Linked DNA regions of Sus scrofa: regions 1, 3 and 4 are each linked to region 2. The links are chromatin contacts, called in public HiChIP or PLAC-seq and promoter capture Hi-C maps. All regions are on one chromosome and are shown on one strand. The core of a region is the stretch at or near the end of the contact, and the rest is flanking DNA. Distances in the headings are between cores, read along the strand shown. Region 1 holds the start of ZNF33B (zinc finger protein 33B). Region 2 holds the start of CSGALNACT2 (chondroitin sulfate N-acetylgalactosaminyltransferase 2). Region 3 holds the start of HNRNPF (heterogeneous nuclear ribonucleoprotein F). Region 4 holds the start of ZNF25 (zinc finger protein 25).

What was found. Promoter capture Hi-C pulls out the DNA fragments that hold promoters and counts their contacts. HiChIP or PLAC-seq counts read pairs in DNA pulled down with a chosen protein or histone mark.
Region 1: a contact with region 2 is called in a promoter capture Hi-C map of liver, with 4 times the contacts expected there. The contact joins the promoter of ZNF33B here to the promoter of CSGALNACT2 in region 2. A contact is called at or near these places in 1 of 5 promoter capture datasets (liver) and 1 of 2 datasets of contacts at active chromatin or transcription factors (alveolar macrophages).
Region 3: a contact with region 2 is called in an H3K27ac HiChIP or PLAC-seq map of alveolar macrophages. The contact joins the promoter of HNRNPF here to the promoter of CSGALNACT2 in region 2. A contact is called at or near these places in 1 of 5 promoter capture datasets (liver) and 1 of 2 datasets of contacts at active chromatin or transcription factors (alveolar macrophages).
Region 4: an H3K27ac HiChIP or PLAC-seq map of alveolar macrophages shows a contact between it and region 2. The contact joins the promoter of ZNF25 here to the promoter of CSGALNACT2 in region 2. A contact is called at or near these places in 1 of 5 promoter capture datasets (liver) and 1 of 2 datasets of contacts at active chromatin or transcription factors (alveolar macrophages).

The regions. Positions count from the first base shown.
Region 1 is chr14:60,902,662-60,906,826 of Sscrofa11.1, reverse strand. It overlaps ZNF33B (zinc finger protein 33B), which reads left to right and starts at 1,639. Exons shown (of 8, transcript XM_013983243.2): 1 at 1,639-1,783; 2 at 2,188-2,912. The coding sequence starts at 2,898.
Region 2 is chr14:61,370,882-61,374,678 of Sscrofa11.1, reverse strand. CSGALNACT2 (chondroitin sulfate N-acetylgalactosaminyltransferase 2) reads right to left here and starts at 2,390. Exons shown (of 8, transcript XM_001926417.6): 1 at 2,227-2,390.
Region 3 is chr14:61,665,475-61,669,660 of Sscrofa11.1, reverse strand. HNRNPF (heterogeneous nuclear ribonucleoprotein F) reads left to right here and starts at 1,716. Exons shown (of 3, transcript XM_005671001.3): 1 at 1,716-1,804. LOC100738157 (a long non-coding RNA gene) reads right to left here and starts at 1,675. Exons shown (of 3, transcript XR_307560.3): 1 at 1,594-1,675.
Region 4 is chr14:60,934,655-60,938,981 of Sscrofa11.1, reverse strand. It overlaps ZNF25 (zinc finger protein 25), which reads right to left and starts at 1,358. Exons shown (of 7, transcript XM_021072378.1): 1 at 1-1,358. It overlaps LOC106506010 (zinc finger protein 33B-like), which reads left to right and starts at 474. Exons shown (of 4, transcript XM_021072383.1): 1 at 474-599. The coding sequence starts at 597.

The DNA of each region.
Region 1 (4,165 bases), core at 390-2,889, 470 kb after region 2:
CGGCCTGAACCTAGACAGAACACAGACTGGGACTTGAACCCACGTGCTGGGACTTGAATCAAACCTAAACCCACATTGGGACTTGAACACAAGGTTTTAAATTAGAATCACTCACCCTGTGTTTGGCCTCACTGAGGTTCAGGTTCTTCACGTCTCCGTGAAGAAGGAATTCATCGAGAGAGAAAATGATAGGCAAGAAATAGATTTATTAAGATAGGACGCTTATGAGAGATGCAAGTGGGCTGGCATGGAAACTACATGGCTACATGGCTACAGTTTTATCATCCAAGGGTAGAGGGGGTTGGAAAAGCCTGCCTCTTCTTTTCTGGGAGTAGCAGCTCCTCCTTAGTATCTGGTGTATTCAAATCCGCAGAAGAGTGGTCCTCAAACTCCTGCCCTTGGTCTGAATATGAATGCAGTCCTCATCCCATCCAGAACTCTCAAGGATCCACTAATGAAGGAAGACTGCCTTGTGCTGAAGGCTTTTTTGAGCAATCATTAACTTACATTGATCTTCCAATGTCCCCTAAGTTTCCCTCTTTAAATGATCCTTTATTGGGACTTCTACAACTACCTGTGCCTACTCCATCCCTATTGCTTGGAGCTGTTTTGCAGATGCTGTGGCCCCCACCTGGTAGAGGAAGTCAACTATATGCTGCCCACTAGCCTGTAAACCCCATATCGCTTAGAACCAGAAGGTTGATGACGCTGACTCCCAATTACCTCACCACTAACCAATCAGGAAAATGTCCACCAGCTGATCAGCCCTGCTCCTTAAACACTATAAGACTCCTCACAATGCCCTCCAGGGGCAGCATAGTCCTTGAAGAATTAGCTTGCTTTGTTCATTCTTTGGCAATTAAAGCTACTTTTTTGGTTGTTTCCTCCAACTCTAGTCTCCATGTTTCTATCTGCCATCAGTGTAGAGGCAGCTGATACTTCAGCAATAAGTACATACAAAAAATTGTTGAGGAACTTTGTCAAAATATTGAATCTGTCTATGAAAGGGTATATCTCCCTTTATTCAAGTAATTTGGGGGGCCACACCCCTTTAATTTTTCAGGCCAGGGATCCAGCCTTCGCCACAGCAGTGACCCAAGCTGCTGCAGTGACCTTAACCTGCTGCACCACAAAGGAACTCCCTACTTAAGAAATTTTAATGTCACAAATGAAAGAACGTGTACATAAATGACATTATTTTCTTTTGGATTGTGTGTACTTGGCGATTTTTCTATTTTAATTTATTACTGTCAAAATTTTAGTGAACTAGCTTTTTTTGTCTGCCCCCAGCCCCACTGTCCACTTTTTATTCCTGAGAGAATCGCTGATGATATCAGATATTATTCTTTCATTGTATTAACAGGATCTATTTCCAGTATTCAAAAAAGTGAAATGGACAGGCACGTCCCCTTCCCTTGACTTTGTCTAAATGCGCACACTGGTTGCAGACTGAACTCAGCTATAATCCATAAATTCTGCTCTACCTGCTTAGGGAACTACCTCAGACACCCAACGTCCCCGCTGCTAAGTGAGGAAGCACTGTCAGCCAATCCCGAACCCAAATTGCTGGTCGCTGGGACTCCACGTCAACAGCTCCCAAGGTTTAGCATTGACAGTCCGACCCGGCGTGGGGTCATCTGCGCATGCCTAAGCCCGCCCTTTGCTTCTGTGTGCCTCCGCCTTTCACTTCTGTTTTCCTCAAGCGATGCGTGGGAAGCGGTTCCGGGGCGGCCGAGTCTATGCACTCTTCTGAGGCCAGTGCTGCAGGACGAGAAAGCGGCAGGTGAGCGGGGGAGGTTGGACAACGGCCCGCACGGCCCAGGTTTGGGGGCAAGAGGGAGGAAGTCGGTTTGCGCTAGTGGGGAGGAGCTGTGCGGAGCCCTAGGGCAGCGGGAAGGTGGCGTCTCCGTGTGGAAAAGTGGCCCAAGTTCCCACGTGACTAGCCCCAGCGCGAGTTGGCGCGGCTGTCTGAGAGGGCCTGGTTTTGAGAGAGCGAGAGGAGGGCATAACGCGCATGCGTGACGGGTGTCCTGAGCCAGTGGCAAGGGGGCGGTGCTGCGGGACGGGTGTCCCGAGCCAGTGGCAAGGGGGCGGTGCTGCGGGAGTGGAGGGTGGCTGTGGGGCGTGTGGTCTGGAAAAAAGAGCCGCAGCCAGGGCTGATTCAGTTATCTCTTGCTCTGTACACAGGCTCAATTCCTTTGGTTCTCCATTTATCGTTTTTGGACTCCGAACTGCTCTCCAACCATGTCCATCACTTCATCTTGATACATGTTATTACTCTATCCTACTTGCCCTTGCATTCAGGGAGGTTCTTCAAGAATTACCCTTTTTTGTTTCATTTAATAGAATTATGAAAAGTTTGAGAAATAGCAATAGAGATAAATTAAAACATGGATCTCCCCTGAAGCCCTGCTTTTTATAGCTTTCTGTGGAGTCGCTAACCGAAGATTTAGTAACATTAGTAGGGAAATGGATAAACAGCTTAGTCCTGAGTATTTTTTACAGTAGTTTTGGTGAAGAGTTTATTATGTGTCTTGTTACTTGTTTTAACCAATTTCGTCATTTAAAAATTTTTGTGAACATCAAGGGAGATTTAAACTGTTAAAAAAAAAATCTTTAGAAAGCAAATACTTAATTCACCCAGTGAAAACTTTTACCCAAGAGCTACGAGATTATATTAGAGTCATATTAGATAGGTGGTCTTTCACCGTCTTTTTCCCTGTCTCTTCTGAAGGTCAGAGGGCGATTGACATATATCCTTATCCAGTGAGTGTGCTCTGCTTAATAGAGCAGGAGAATTCAGGAGCTGCCAGGCAAGCCAAATATTTGATGACCCACTCTTCCTTTAACCCAGTATATTGTCTGAGTTTTCTATATTTTTCCAAGAACAGCAGAAAATGAGTAAATCCCAGGTAAGTGTTTATTCATTCCTTCATTTTACAGTGGACTTTGTGAGATTTTTCTAAGAGTCCATTTGTTAAGATGGGAAATGAGTAATAAAGTCAAACTTCATAGAAAATATAAAGTAACAAATCAATAGCAGGGCCATTAGCTATATACTGATCATGGGTTATAGCTGTATACTGATCATGATGTTAGAGTTCTGAGTTGACCTGTGGCTATGTTTTTGATATTTTCAATAACCATGGCAGAAATTTTGGTATTAACATAGGGACACATAGTGAATAACTTTCTGGGGACAGCCCTGAAATGAGTGTCTCCAACTGTTCCATACTGAGAGCAAAAGAGATGGTTCAAATAGTCAATTTTATAATAGTTTATTTGATTCTGGTATGAGACCTAGTATGTTTAGAGGAATAAATGGCCTACATGCCTACATGCATATTACAAAACTATTTTATCTTAGCCAGGCTGTGCATACAAGTCATATAGCAGGTGGTTCAAAGTTAAATTCTCTGGTAAATGTTTTTGAGTTTCTCATTCAGATTTCATCCCAAAGCATTCTGTCTTGGTTCTTCCCCTCCACTTTCTCATATCTGTCCAGGTAAAGGTCACAGTGACTCTCTGTAGTTGCCTTCTTTGAAGAACGATAAACCACTGACTGGTCTGCTCTGGAAAGTCTCCTTTGTCCACTTCTGATACTACTCCTCCATTGGCTTTTTCCTGGAGTCGTCCTCATTCTGCCCTGTAGTTTAGTTCCAAATTTAGTTCCACATTCTACTAGTATTATCATTTTATCCATGTGTGTACATCAAAAAAAAAAATGTAGATAGCTGAACAATACTATGTATTGTTTTGGGTGCTTTTAAAAATTTGTAAATTATTTTAATGTATACATTTCCCCCCAATTCATCAATAATTTGAGATTGATTCTTATGTTGTTCCTTTTAATGCTATATTTAATTTTATTATTTTTAATGCTATATATTCCCGTTCTAAATATATATTTTATTTTGTTATTGTTTTTTGTCTTTTGTGTTTTTAGGGCTGCACCAGCAGCATATGGAGGTTCCTAGGCTAGGGATCTGATTGGAGCTGTAGCCACCAGCCTATGCCTACGCTGGCCTACACAGGCCTATGCCAGAGCCCCAGCAACCTGGGATCTAAGCCGAGTTCAGTGGGTTAAGGATCCAGAGTTGCCTATGGTGTAGGTTGCAGATGAGGCTTGGGTCCTGCATTGCTGTAGCTGTGGTGTAGGCCGGGG
Region 2 (3,797 bases), core at 1,141-3,640:
ACCAATCTTTAATGTTACAGAAGTTAAAATAACAAATTGTATCTTTTAAAAGACTCCGTGATAAAAGTTAAAATAACAAATTGTATCTTTTAAAAGACTCCGTGATAATTAAAATGTAATTTTCCATCAACTTATGATTTAGCCATGCCACAGCTGACAAAAAGGCAGATGTTCACCAAGCCATTTACAAGAATGTTCACAGCATTATTGAAAGTAATATACGATAATAACATATAAAAGTTGGAAACATAAATATCGACCAATATCTCTTCTATGAGAAGAGCCATATATCATACAATGGATTACCACACAGCAATAAAAAAAGAATTACTGACATATGAAACATTATGGGTGAATCTCATAAGCAATATGCTGAGGATACTGTATGATTCCATTAATATCAAGCTCCAATAAATAAAACCAATAGGAATCACATGACATGGGTATAATTAATTTGGAAGAAGCAGGGGGAAACTCCTGGGATGACAGATATAATTTGATCTAGCTGGTGGCTGCCCAAGTTAATACATACATAAAAATTCACTGAGCTGTACAATTAAGACTTATGCACTTGATGACTTCATATATATTTTATACCTCAATCAAAAAGTTAAGGAAAAAAATGTAACTTCCAAACTGCTGGAACTAAATATTTATGTCAAAATTATCTGTGCCATAAATACTAGACATCAAAAGAGTCTCACTGTGGTACGTGAGTTAAGAATCAGACTGCTGGGAGTTCCCATTGTGGCTCAGGGGTAACAAAGCCACCGGGTATCCATGGGTTCAATCCCTGGCCTTGCTTGGTGGGTTAAGGATCTGGTGTTGCCATGAGCTGTGTGGTGTAGGCTGCACGCACGGCTCAGATCTGGTGTTGGTGTGGCTGTGGAATAGGCTGGCAGCTGTAGCTCCAATTTGACCCCTAGCCTGGGAACTTCCATATGCTGGGGGTTCAGCCCTAAAAGACACACACACACACAAAAAATGAGACTGCGGTGGCTTAGGTCACTGTGGAGGCACATGTTCAATCCCTGGCCCTGGCCAGGGAAGTTCCATATGCCTCTGGTGCACCCTAAGAAAAAAAAAAAAAAAGGAAATCTGATATCCTTTTTACATTACTTAAGGCATAATGACAATTTTAAACAAATGGTATCAGAATAATAATACAAAATCAATGTTAACATGCTCAGTCATAAAGTACTTGGATTCCTAATTCCATGTTCCAAGTCCTTTTTTTTTTTTTGCTTTTTAGGGCCACACCTGCAGCGTATTTAAGTTCCCAGGTTAGGGGGTGAATCAGCGCTACAGCTGCCAGCCTACACCACAGCCACAGCAACGTGGGATCTGAGCCTCGCCTGCGACCTACCCCACAGCCCAAGGCAACACCGGATCCCCAATCCACTGAGCGAGGCCAGGGATTCATGTCCTCTTGGATACTAGTCGGGTTTGTTACTGCTGAGCTACATCGGGAACTCTTCAAAGTACTATTTTAATGCATTAATTCTACCAAAAATCAAGGCCCAGCTACTGAGAACCTTCATCAATAGTTAAATGTCCAGACATCCGCACATAAACCTAAGGGGTAGACTGAAGGATAAAAACTTAAAGATTTATAATCAAATTTTCATTCTGCCAATAACATCATCATAAACAAAAGCTTCACTACTGCGTTTACAGATTATTCCTCAGCAAGCTGCTCAGGAATAGTGTAATTTTCAAGATGAAGTCTGAAAATGCAAGAAGCTTCCCGACCCGTGGTCTCCACGGCCCCAACTAATTCCTATATAAAGGCGCATCTTTTAAAGGAGCCTAGTGTCTGGCAGAAATAGAGAGGCTGCCGCCAGAAATGACTATTCTAACGCAATAAAGAGGTAACAGCTGACTACAAAGTTTATCCACTGAGGGGAGCAGAGACGGTGGTTGAGTTGGTTAAAAAAAAAAAAAAAAAGTAAAAATAAAACACGCAAACCAACGGTGTTCTGGCAGCACCGTTCTTAAGAGACAACTCAAACCGCACCGAAAACCCGCCGCTGCTCCTGACACCGGAGCAGATTCCGGAGAGCTTGTCTGCAAGGCGACCCCATGGGGACATGGCCCCCAGGGTAGCTCGTCCGTGAGGTGACCCGACTGGGACGGGGACCCAGAGTCCGCGGCCCCAGCGCCTGCACGGGCCGGCGGAGCCGTGACAGCCGCGGGCGGGTGAGGCCAAGAGGGCCAGGTACTCACCGCGTTCACCCGTCAGCACACGGCGGCCACCGTCCGGCCGCCAACTCCCCAGCCGCTGGCACACCTAGGCGGCGCCTGGCACACTGCAGCCGCCACCACCTCACCGCCCACCCTTCGGGCGCGCCGCCGCGCCGCCAGCCTCTACTTCCGGCGCGCGTGAGGAAATGAGGCTGCCGCCCGGCGATGCCCGCCCCTCCCCTCCTATGCCCGCCCAGCCCGGACAGCCCTGCCCACACCACCCCCAGCCCCTCCCACTCCCCCTCCCGAGTCCAGGGCTAGGCGAAAGGAAGGCTCTCTAATCGGCATCCAGTACTGATTAATCCGATATGTTACAAATATGTCTGTGTCCGTGCGCGCTCGTGTAGTTCAAAAAACAATTTGTGGCGGCTAGGAGGGTGCAGGAGGCAGGAAACCGCTCTTGCCCGAACAAGCGTCTGCAGGGAGTGGAGTACCAGCCCGGCCTGAAGGCTAGCTTTGCCGGAGGGACTCCGCGGAAGATGGCAACGCTTTCCTGCTCTGGAGCCCTGTCCTGGAAGCTCGAGGGAGCACTGAGCTAAGGACATACAGGTCTCCAGAGATGTCCGAACATCCTCAGGAATGCTGGGCTGCGCATGAGGCCCAAGCCGGGAAGCCCCGGGCTGCCAGTCACTCCATTTTTTTGGACCTGAATTTCCTTATATATGAAAGGAGGGGGTGAGGTAAACTTACCGGAAAATGGCTTCAAGGTCTCACAAGGCACAACTTTATCGGGTCGAGAAAAGAGAAAAGCCCTCCTTGGCATCCCCTCCATTCAGCTGCTTATTTCAGGGACATCCCCAAGGCACTCTGTCTAAGCTGAGTAGGTGAGGGGCTACCCCGCAGCGCCAGCCCCTGCCCATGTCTGCGTAGGACATGGCCGTGCTAAGAGGAGCTCTGCCTCCCATCTGGGCTCTGCTTTCCTTAATGGGTGACCTTGGCAGGCTATGCGGACTTAGCCTCGGTTTCCACAGCTGTGTTATGGGGACAATACCAATAGCCTATTCTTCCTAATATTGTTCTGAGGATTAAATGAAATTTTGTATTTGAAATGTTTGGCACTGTACCTGGCAGGTGGCAGGCAGTCAGAGCTCGTTGCCATTATTAATGCATTAGTTAGAGTAGAAGTCTGGGACGACTGGGGGGCACATCCTGCAGGAGGGGCAACGTTCCAGGGGGATATGTTCCTAATCACCACTGTCTTCACTGGATGATGATTTTGGAGATGTCTTTAACTCGGATGCTCTCCTTGGATATGTCCTGTGGGAAATTCCATGGGTAGAAAAGTCTGGACAGCCTATGTTTTTTGTTTGTTTGTTTGTTTGTTTTTGCTTTTTAGGGCTGTACCCACAGCATATGGAAGTTCCCAGGCTAGGGGTCGAATCAGAGCTGTAGCTGCCAGCCTACGCCACAGCCACAGCAATGCCAGATCTGAGCCACATCTGCGACCTTCACCACAGCTCATGGCAATGCTGGATCCTTAACCCACTGAGCAAGGTCAGGGATCAAACCCGCAACCTCATGGTTCCTAGTCAGATTCGTTTCTGCTGCGTCAC
Region 3 (4,186 bases), core at 467-2,966, 300 kb before region 2:
TGGTGCACACCTGCAAGAGATATCCTAGTGGACACCTGGCATGACTCCTTAAGAACAAGGGGAGGCACATAATCAAGCCCAAACCCACATTTTTCTTATTTAAAGGCCTCAAAGATAATTGCATCGTTGAGGAATGCTGTAGAATTGTCAGATTTGATGAGGGAATCAAAAAGGCCACTTGGGAGTTCTGTCCTGGCTCAGCAGTAAGGAACCCAACTAGTATCCATGAAGACGTGGGTTTGATCCCTGGCCCCACTCAGTGGCTTGAGGATCCGTCATTGCTGTGAGCTGTGGTGTAGACCTCAGCTTGGATCCGGTGTTGCTGTGGCTGTGGGTGTAGGCCGGCAACTACAGCTCTGATTCAACCCCTAGCCTGGGTGCGGCCCTAAAAAGACAAAATAAATAAATAAATAAATAAAGCCTACTTGGCTCATAGGCCCTCTTTTTTTTTTTTTTTTTTTTTGTCTTTTTGCCATTTCTTGGGCCGCTCCCGAGGCATATGGAGGTTCCCAGGCTAGGGGTCGAATTGGAGCTGTAGCCAGATCTGAGCCGCCTCTGCAACCTACACCACAGCTCACGGCAATGCCGGATCGTTAACCCACTGAGCAAGGGCAGGGACCAAACCCACAACCTCATGGTTCCTAGTCGGATTCGTTAACCACTGCGCCACGGCGGGAACTCCTCGCAGGCCCTCTTAGTGGATTGCATGAATCTGGTTTCACAGTCCCTAAACCCTGAAGCATCTTTTTTTTTGCAGGGGTGGGGTCGGGGGTGGGGTGGTAATTTAAATATTTGCCTCAGATTAGCTACTTGCACTTTCTTTCCATAAACAGACTTTTCTATACCATGAGCTAGCATGGGATCATTGGGTTTCTTAAGAATACCTATTTGAATTTTGTAGGACCTGTTTTCCGTAATTATGCTTCGCCTGAGTCTTCTCATACATTTTTACCTCCTGCTTTTACTTTTCCCATCCCTCCCAAATCAACTTCTTTTGACAAACTGTTCTCCTTCCTTCACTATAGGTTGTCCATTCATAATCTGACCCTATTCCAAGCACTCCCTTAATTTATTTAAAAAGCAACCTGCTTAATCAGTGATGAGTTTCTTTATATTTTCCTCTTCATGAATTGAGTCTCCAAAAATAAAATGGTAATAATTAATAATCCTAGAACACATAAAAAAATAATCTGCTCCACTGCCTCAGGCAGAGTAGCCACTTCAGCTACCATCCACCCTGTCGCTCAGGTGCTCTGAAATGTCTGCTTTTCCCTGGGGACTTGAGGGTCACCTTCAGAAACCTTAGGCCTTCTCAGCCCAAGTGATAATCACATGAGCAACCTCAACCTACCAATCCCTCCCTAAACCCTGCTCTCGGAACAGCCTTTGTCGGTTTCCAGGATTTGGTTCCCTCTTTCTTCCTCCTCGGCAGGAAATGACTCTCATTTTCTTCTGTCACGCTGGTCTTCAATCCAGGGATCCTTTGGGCTCACTGTTGGGGAAACTCTCCCAGATGATACCCTTAGAGACGCCGGAAAAACCCATAAGCCTTGCCCTCCCCTCCCTCGAGCAGGATTCGCCCACGTAACCCACCTTGCCACTTGCAGCGCCCTCGCACCGCAGGCCCCGGCCCGGTCCTGCGCCTGGCCGACCAATCCCCGACTCCGCTCCGGGCGCGTCACAACGGCGCCCTTGTGGCCCCACCCCCATAACCCGCCTTGGAGACTCCGCCCCGCCGCGGTCTTTACGTCCTTCCGGCTCCGTCTTGGAAGTGGGGTTGCGCCGCGTCTTTCAGGAGCGAAAGGTGGGGTTCTGCAGAGAAAACGGCCCGCGGTCACGCCGGCAGCCGGAGGCGGGGGCGGGGGCAGGGGCTCCTGGGGCTGTTGTTCCCGGGTATTTGGGCGCAGGTCTGAGGAGGGGAGGGTCAAGGCAAACCAAGGCATAAGGGCTTCCGGAAGCGCCGCGTGCGCACGACGGGCGGGAGTTGTGGACTCAGGCCTTCCGCGCGCCTGACCCCGCCCCTCGTAAGCCCCGCCCAGGGCGCGCTGCCAGAGGTTTCCATAGTGATGGTAAACAAGCCTCAACTGCCTCTGCTACAACTGCCAAGTCCCCCGCGTTCCACCCTCTTCTAGGTGCTCACAGGGTCGACCGAGGTGCCGGATGTGAAGACGAGCGGGAGCGTGGAGACTCGGAGCCCAAGGTGAGGGGTGGTAGGGGCGGCGTGTCCGAGGCCTACACACCAGAAACCGAGGCCCCTGGCATTGAGGACCGAGGAGCTGAGATTTGGGGGTCAGGGGAGGCGGGATCTGTGGTAAAGGCCTGCACCTGGGCCTACTGGAGGTTGAAGACCGTGGGGCTGAAATTTGGGGTCTGAGATCAGGAGCCACACACCTAGGGACCGACTAGGTCCTGAACGAGGACCTGGCCCACTGAGGGTGGGGCCTGCGGGACTGAGATGTGAACTTCGGGGAGGTGGGCCTGAGGCCACTGGTTTACATTCGGGGACTGGATCGCGGGGCTGAGGTTTGGTGTCAGAGGACGCAGGATCGGAAGGGAGGAAGAGCCTGGTGCGGACTCTTGGGGTGGGGAGGCAGAGCCCGAGCGCCCCTGCCTGGGGTACGGTGAAAACATGGGGCGACCGTGAGAGGGGGTTCATTTAAAAATGAAAGCAGTACTTTCACGTGGCTGCGCGCGTCAGGGAGTTGCACGGGACTGGTTGGGAACTGACTCCTCCCCCCTCCCACGTTCCCGCTCGCAGAGCCTCCACTTTCCGTCTTTGCGGCCTTTTCTTCCTCTCCGCGCCGCGTGTGTGCCCTGAGCCGGTCTGCATTTGTCTCCTGCTCTCAAAGGTAGCATGTGGATATTTTGGTTGAAACTGTTCGGTTCTTGTTGTCTTTGCCTGGTGCCCACACTTCCGCTGGGGAAACTTGGTCGGCCGTTTTTTTATTCTTCACTTATCCTTTTATCTTTGAGTGTATTTTTGCTAATTCGTGACTGCGCCCCAGAAACTGCTGGACGCTGCCGGCGCTCGCGCGGCTCCCTCTGCCTCCCAGCCCCCGCGTGGCCCACGTAAGGTGGCGCCGAGCGGTCTGGGTGACGCCGCGCGAGACGCGGGGCCCGACCGACCCTGGGCCCCGGTGTTTTACGGTTAGGAGGCCTCAAGCTCCTCCCGGTTAGTCTTTTCCTTATCAGGGGACCCCCACAGGTTCCCGCCGGACGAACCTCAGGCCCGGGAGAGCCTGCCTCCCTTCTCCGGCTACCTGCGAGCCCCGCGAGACGCCCTTCGCGGCAGTTTCCTTCCCTTGGAGGCCCTACGACAAACCAACGTGCTTCACAGCTATTTTCGAGCCAGAGAACCTGGCGTGGGGGGAAGGAGTTGCCTGCCTCGGCGGGCGGGTTGTTCAGCGGGACCGGGGCCCGAGAGCTGCTGTGGGGGTGGGGGAGGGGCCGGGTGGCCGCGGCGGCTTCCGCGGAACCGGCCGCGGCTGGCGGCGGTGGGGGGAGGGGGGCCCAGGCTCCCAAAGTTAGGGGCGGGCCTCGGTAATCGGACCCTTGTAGAGCCGGGAGAGTTAGTTGAAGGCTGCAAATAATCCTTAAACGAATGCGTCAGCGAAACTACCGGTCTTGATATTCTTACTATTACTTTTAAGTCACGTTTTTAAAAGTTAACTATTTGTGCGTTTCTAGTAAGAATGAACAAACCTCGGGTTCTCCGGTCAGACAAAAATATTAGGATCTATCAGTGAAAAGTGATGTTTTCAGTTCTAATGAAGATAAGCTCCTTCATTTTAAAATAAGTAAATTTACTAGTTAAGCAAGTTCGGCCTTTGCCTCGGGGAGCTCCTCTTAATAGTATGCGTTTCTGTAAATTGATTAGATTTATTCTTTCCGTGTTATAGTCTACTTTTTAATTTTTAACTGCTAAGCGACTGATTTTCACTTGAGTATTGTTAACGTACCTCCCTTATAAAGTAACTCAAGTAAAAATGAGAATGGTTTAAGGGGAGGGATTGATTAAACAGGAGGAGAGTTAGTCCTTTGATAAGGTCAAAACTGGGGAAGACAACAAAAGACAAAAAGACAAAAAACAAAAAGACAAAAAAAAAAAAAACTGGGGAAGAGTGGAGACACACGTGGTGCGTGCCCTTTGGAGTAGTGCCTGGTGGGGCTACAGAAGTGGGAGGGG
Region 4 (4,327 bases), core at 109-2,608, 430 kb after region 2:
GTTCCAGGCCCCGCCCTCTGCGGCGCTGCTCAGACCTGAGGCTCCTGAGTCCTCTCCCCCCCTGCGGCGTGAGACTGAAAATGGCGTTTCCTGAAGGGCGATGGAATTACTCGAATTGCTCATGCGCAGAAGGCTCCCGGCGCCCCACTCTGGAACTACTCTGCCCGGGGGCTTCGCCGACCCTCCACTTTGGGTGACGTCACGAGGTTCGGCCTCGTCTGTTGAGTGAGCGTTTGCCGCCTTTCATTTCTCACCGGTAACGGATTAGAAAAGGCAGCCCATAGTGGGATGCTCTTGAAAACGGAAAACTACTGTGAGGTGGTTCGATGAATATTGATAGTAGTTTAAAGAAAGTACTTGGAACTAAGTAAAGTAGTGCATTCCAAGTAAAACACCCTGTAACAGCTGACTTTATTTTAGGAATTTAGCTTTCAAAGTAATGAAAATGACGCGTGAAACGTGATGAAGAGACAATATGAATAAGCTAAAACAGAAGACGAGTCCCACGTATACGACTTTTCAAAAGACAAAAAAAAAAAAAAAAAAAAAACGCTTGATGAACACTCTTCTGAAATTTGTACTCAAATTTTACACTAATGGTATGTTTAACTATCGTTTCACTAAGGAATGTGTACAGAATATATGCTGATTTCCTGGTCGGTAACTTAATGACATCAGCTTACTCTGTGCCAACAGTAGAAATGAGTTTCCTCTCAAAGCAATTACAAAAATACTAAATTTTTATAAAATTAAATTTTAAAACATGTAGAATCTATATAGTGAAAAATACATTTGGACTATCTATCTATACCGGTTTGCTAGGTAAGAGGTGATGGGAAAATAACTACCCAAATAGTCTCTTGCCAACCCAGAAAATCTCCAAAAATGGAGAAACGAAGACAGTATTTTATTAAATAAGCGTTAAACCAGACTGCATTGTGCATTCCAGGCAAACTGCTAATGAGCTTACAAAACCAAAGAAATACAACACTTTTATATAGCCAGGATTTCTATGTTCTAGATTTGTAGGAGGACTTGGCAATATTATGGCTACACATACTTCATCCTAAATTCTCATGGTAATTGGAGGAGCCGACTGCATTAGTTAATTGTCTTTATCCAAACGAAAAGTAAACTTTCTTGTATCTATGACAAGCAAGTAGTTACAAGTTTAGCCAAGAGCTTAGTAGTTTATTACAGACACCAAGAGATAGGGTGCTATCTTCCTTGATGTTTACATTTCAAAGACATGGCTCCAAGGCATTTAAGGAAGGTATTCCTGGATTGTAAGATTTACAAGAGCCTTATTTACTTTTTAAAAAGAATTGCATGCATCTCAAAGGGACAAAAAAAAAAAAAAAAAAAAAAAAAAAAAAAAAAAAGATTTACAAACACAGGTTTTCTCATGGAAATTGTCTAAGAAAAGAGAGAAGGGCGTTCCCATTGTGGCTCAAAGGTAACTAACCAGACTATTATCTATTAAGATTCGGGTTCAATCCCTGGCCTCGCTTAGTGGGTTAAAGCTCAGGCCTTGCTGTGAGCTGCGGTTTCAGTCTCAGACCACCTAGGATCCCACGTTGCTGTGGTGTAGGCTGGCATCTGTAACTTCAATTTGACTCCTAGACTGGGAACCTACATATGTTTTGAATGTGGCTCCTAAAATGTAGATAGATAGATAGATAGATAGATAGATAGATAGATAGATAGATAAAATAGATATAGCTCACTCCTCAATATGTATCTCTAAAACTAAGTACATTCATTATTATCTTATCCATAGTCAAACTTTAATAATTGTCTTCAAAGGTCTTTTAAAGAGATTTTTCTAACCTAAGCTACCACATCCTAATCCTCAGAGCTATATATACTACTGATAGAGTAAAAAATGAATATTACCTATAAAAAAAAAAAAAAAAAAAAAATGATTAAGATTGAATAGAAGTTATCTGTATTATCTAGTCCTAAATCTGATGACAAGAGGAAAGAGAGAAAACAAGAGAAGAAGATGTGAAGATGACAGAGACTGATGATCACAGCAAAAAATGCAGTTAAAAACCACAATTTACACTTAGTTGTTATTATAGATAGAGCCTGACCTCCCTGGGTGGGACCGGGTGGGCATTGACAACTCCAGAACTACGAGCCATCCGGAGCCATCTCCAAACCCTTTAATAAATAGGTACCTAGTTATGCTAAGGAGTAACTGCGAAGGATTACAGTAATGTAGATTTTGATTTGTTTGCCTAGCAGAACTCCAGCCAGGACGCTAAGTGTCCTATGCATGCACCACTCCGCCTTGGTCTTGGTCACCCTCCCAGATCTAGAAATTTCGTGAAGCCTGAAATCCCATTGTTTCTGGATTTGTCAACAACTCTTATGATCCTGGTTTCCCACCTTCCCACCTGACTCGCAAGCCGGGAAGTAGAGCCCGGGACCGAGCAGCTAGTCCCTGAGATGACAGACGGGGGTGTCTCAATCTGGAAGAAGTGCTGTTGGGTAGGAGTCCGCCTCAGCTCCTATGGGGTGGCGCGGTCCGTAAGTCTGCAGGAAGGGGGCGCTTGCGCACGCATGGGGTTGTGCTCAGGCCCGGGGGGGGGGGGGGGGGCACTGGTGGGGCGGGGCCGCCTGACTTTATAGACTGGCACAGTTGCTTTGATTCCTAGCTCTGTCATCCGGTGATCTAGGCATTGTCTAGTCTGTCTTTGTCCTTAGTGGCTCTAATTTCTAGGGATCAGTATTCCAAAGGACAAGGAGATGCAGACTTAGGGTTCTGGGTGAAGATTCCAAATATGAATTTGTCCTTTAGTCTTAAGTTCTCAACTCTAGGGAACAAATCAGTTTCTATGAGGTTAAAGAGCTGCAACTCTAGAAACAGAAATCTCACTCAAAAAGAGAACCCCTGGGGCATTTGATCTTTCTCCAAAGTTTCAGAATGGAGATACAGTCCCAGAAAGGGTTAGATCCTAGAACTTCTGGGCACACCAATTCTTTTTTTTTTTTTTTTTAATTGAAGTATAGGTGATTTACAGTGTTGTCTTAATGTCCGCTGTACAGCAAAGTGATTCAGTTATACATATATACACTCTTTTAAATATTCTTTTCCATTAGGACATTGAATATAGTTCTCTGTGCTATACATAGGAGAGTGGTTTACCCCCTTCATGTATAATTGTTTGCATCTACTAACCCCAAACTCCCAGTCTGACCCACTCCTTCCCCCTTCCCCTCCCCTTGGCAACCACAAGTCTGTTCTCCATGCCTGTGAATCTGTTTCTGTTCTGTAGATATGTTCATTTGTGCCATATTTTAGATTCCACATATAGGTGGTATACAGTATTTGTCTTTCTCTCTGTGACTTCACTTAGTTTGAGAGTCTCTAGTTCCACCTGTGTTGCTGCAAATGGCATTGTTTTATTCTTTTTTATGGCGGAGTAGTATTCCATTGTGTATATGTATCATATCTTCTTAATCCATTCTTCTGTTGGGACATTTAGGTTGTTTCCATATCTTGGCTATTCTGAATAGTGCTGCTATGAACATAGGGATGCATATATCTTTTTGAATTTTAGTTGTGTCCAGATATATGCCCATATGTGGCATTGCTAGATCATATGGCAACTCTATTTTTAGTTTTTTGAAGAACCTCTGTACTGTTTTCCATAGTGACTGTACCTCTACTATGAGATTCGTAGTTTTGGAAAATAGTTTACAAATAAACCTTGCCTCAAAGCACTTCACTTTGTCTTTTTTGAGAGATTTCTGTAGATTATTTCCCTCAGTGTATAGACAATATTAGTGAGAACCTGGTAAAACAATACAACTTGAGTATTTTTCTGTTGCTAAAGACATAGTGTTTTTAATTCTTTGGTCTAATGTAAATTTTTTTAAACTTTTTTATTTTTAATGGCTTTTTGAGATAAAATTTATATACCATAAAATTCTCTTGTTTTACAATTAAATTTACAGAATTTTGCAGGTATTGCCACAGTCTAATTTTAGAACATTTTTATTAGCCCCCCCCAAACCCTCTTGTTGTCAGCAGTCACATTGCATTCCATCTCCATATCCCCCTCCCTCATCTCTAATCCAATTTACTATCTGTCTCTATAGATATGCCTATTCTGGACATTTCATATAAACTGGAGAACATGTAGACTTTTATAATTGGCTTCTTTCACTTAGCGTAATATTTCTGAGGCCCATCTGTATAGGAGCGTGTATCGTACTTTGTCACTTTTTATGACTAAATAGTATTCCATTAAATGTGGCTTGTGTTTGCCCTGAGTAGGGTGGAATTTTGGTTCAAATGTAAAGACACACCAAAAAA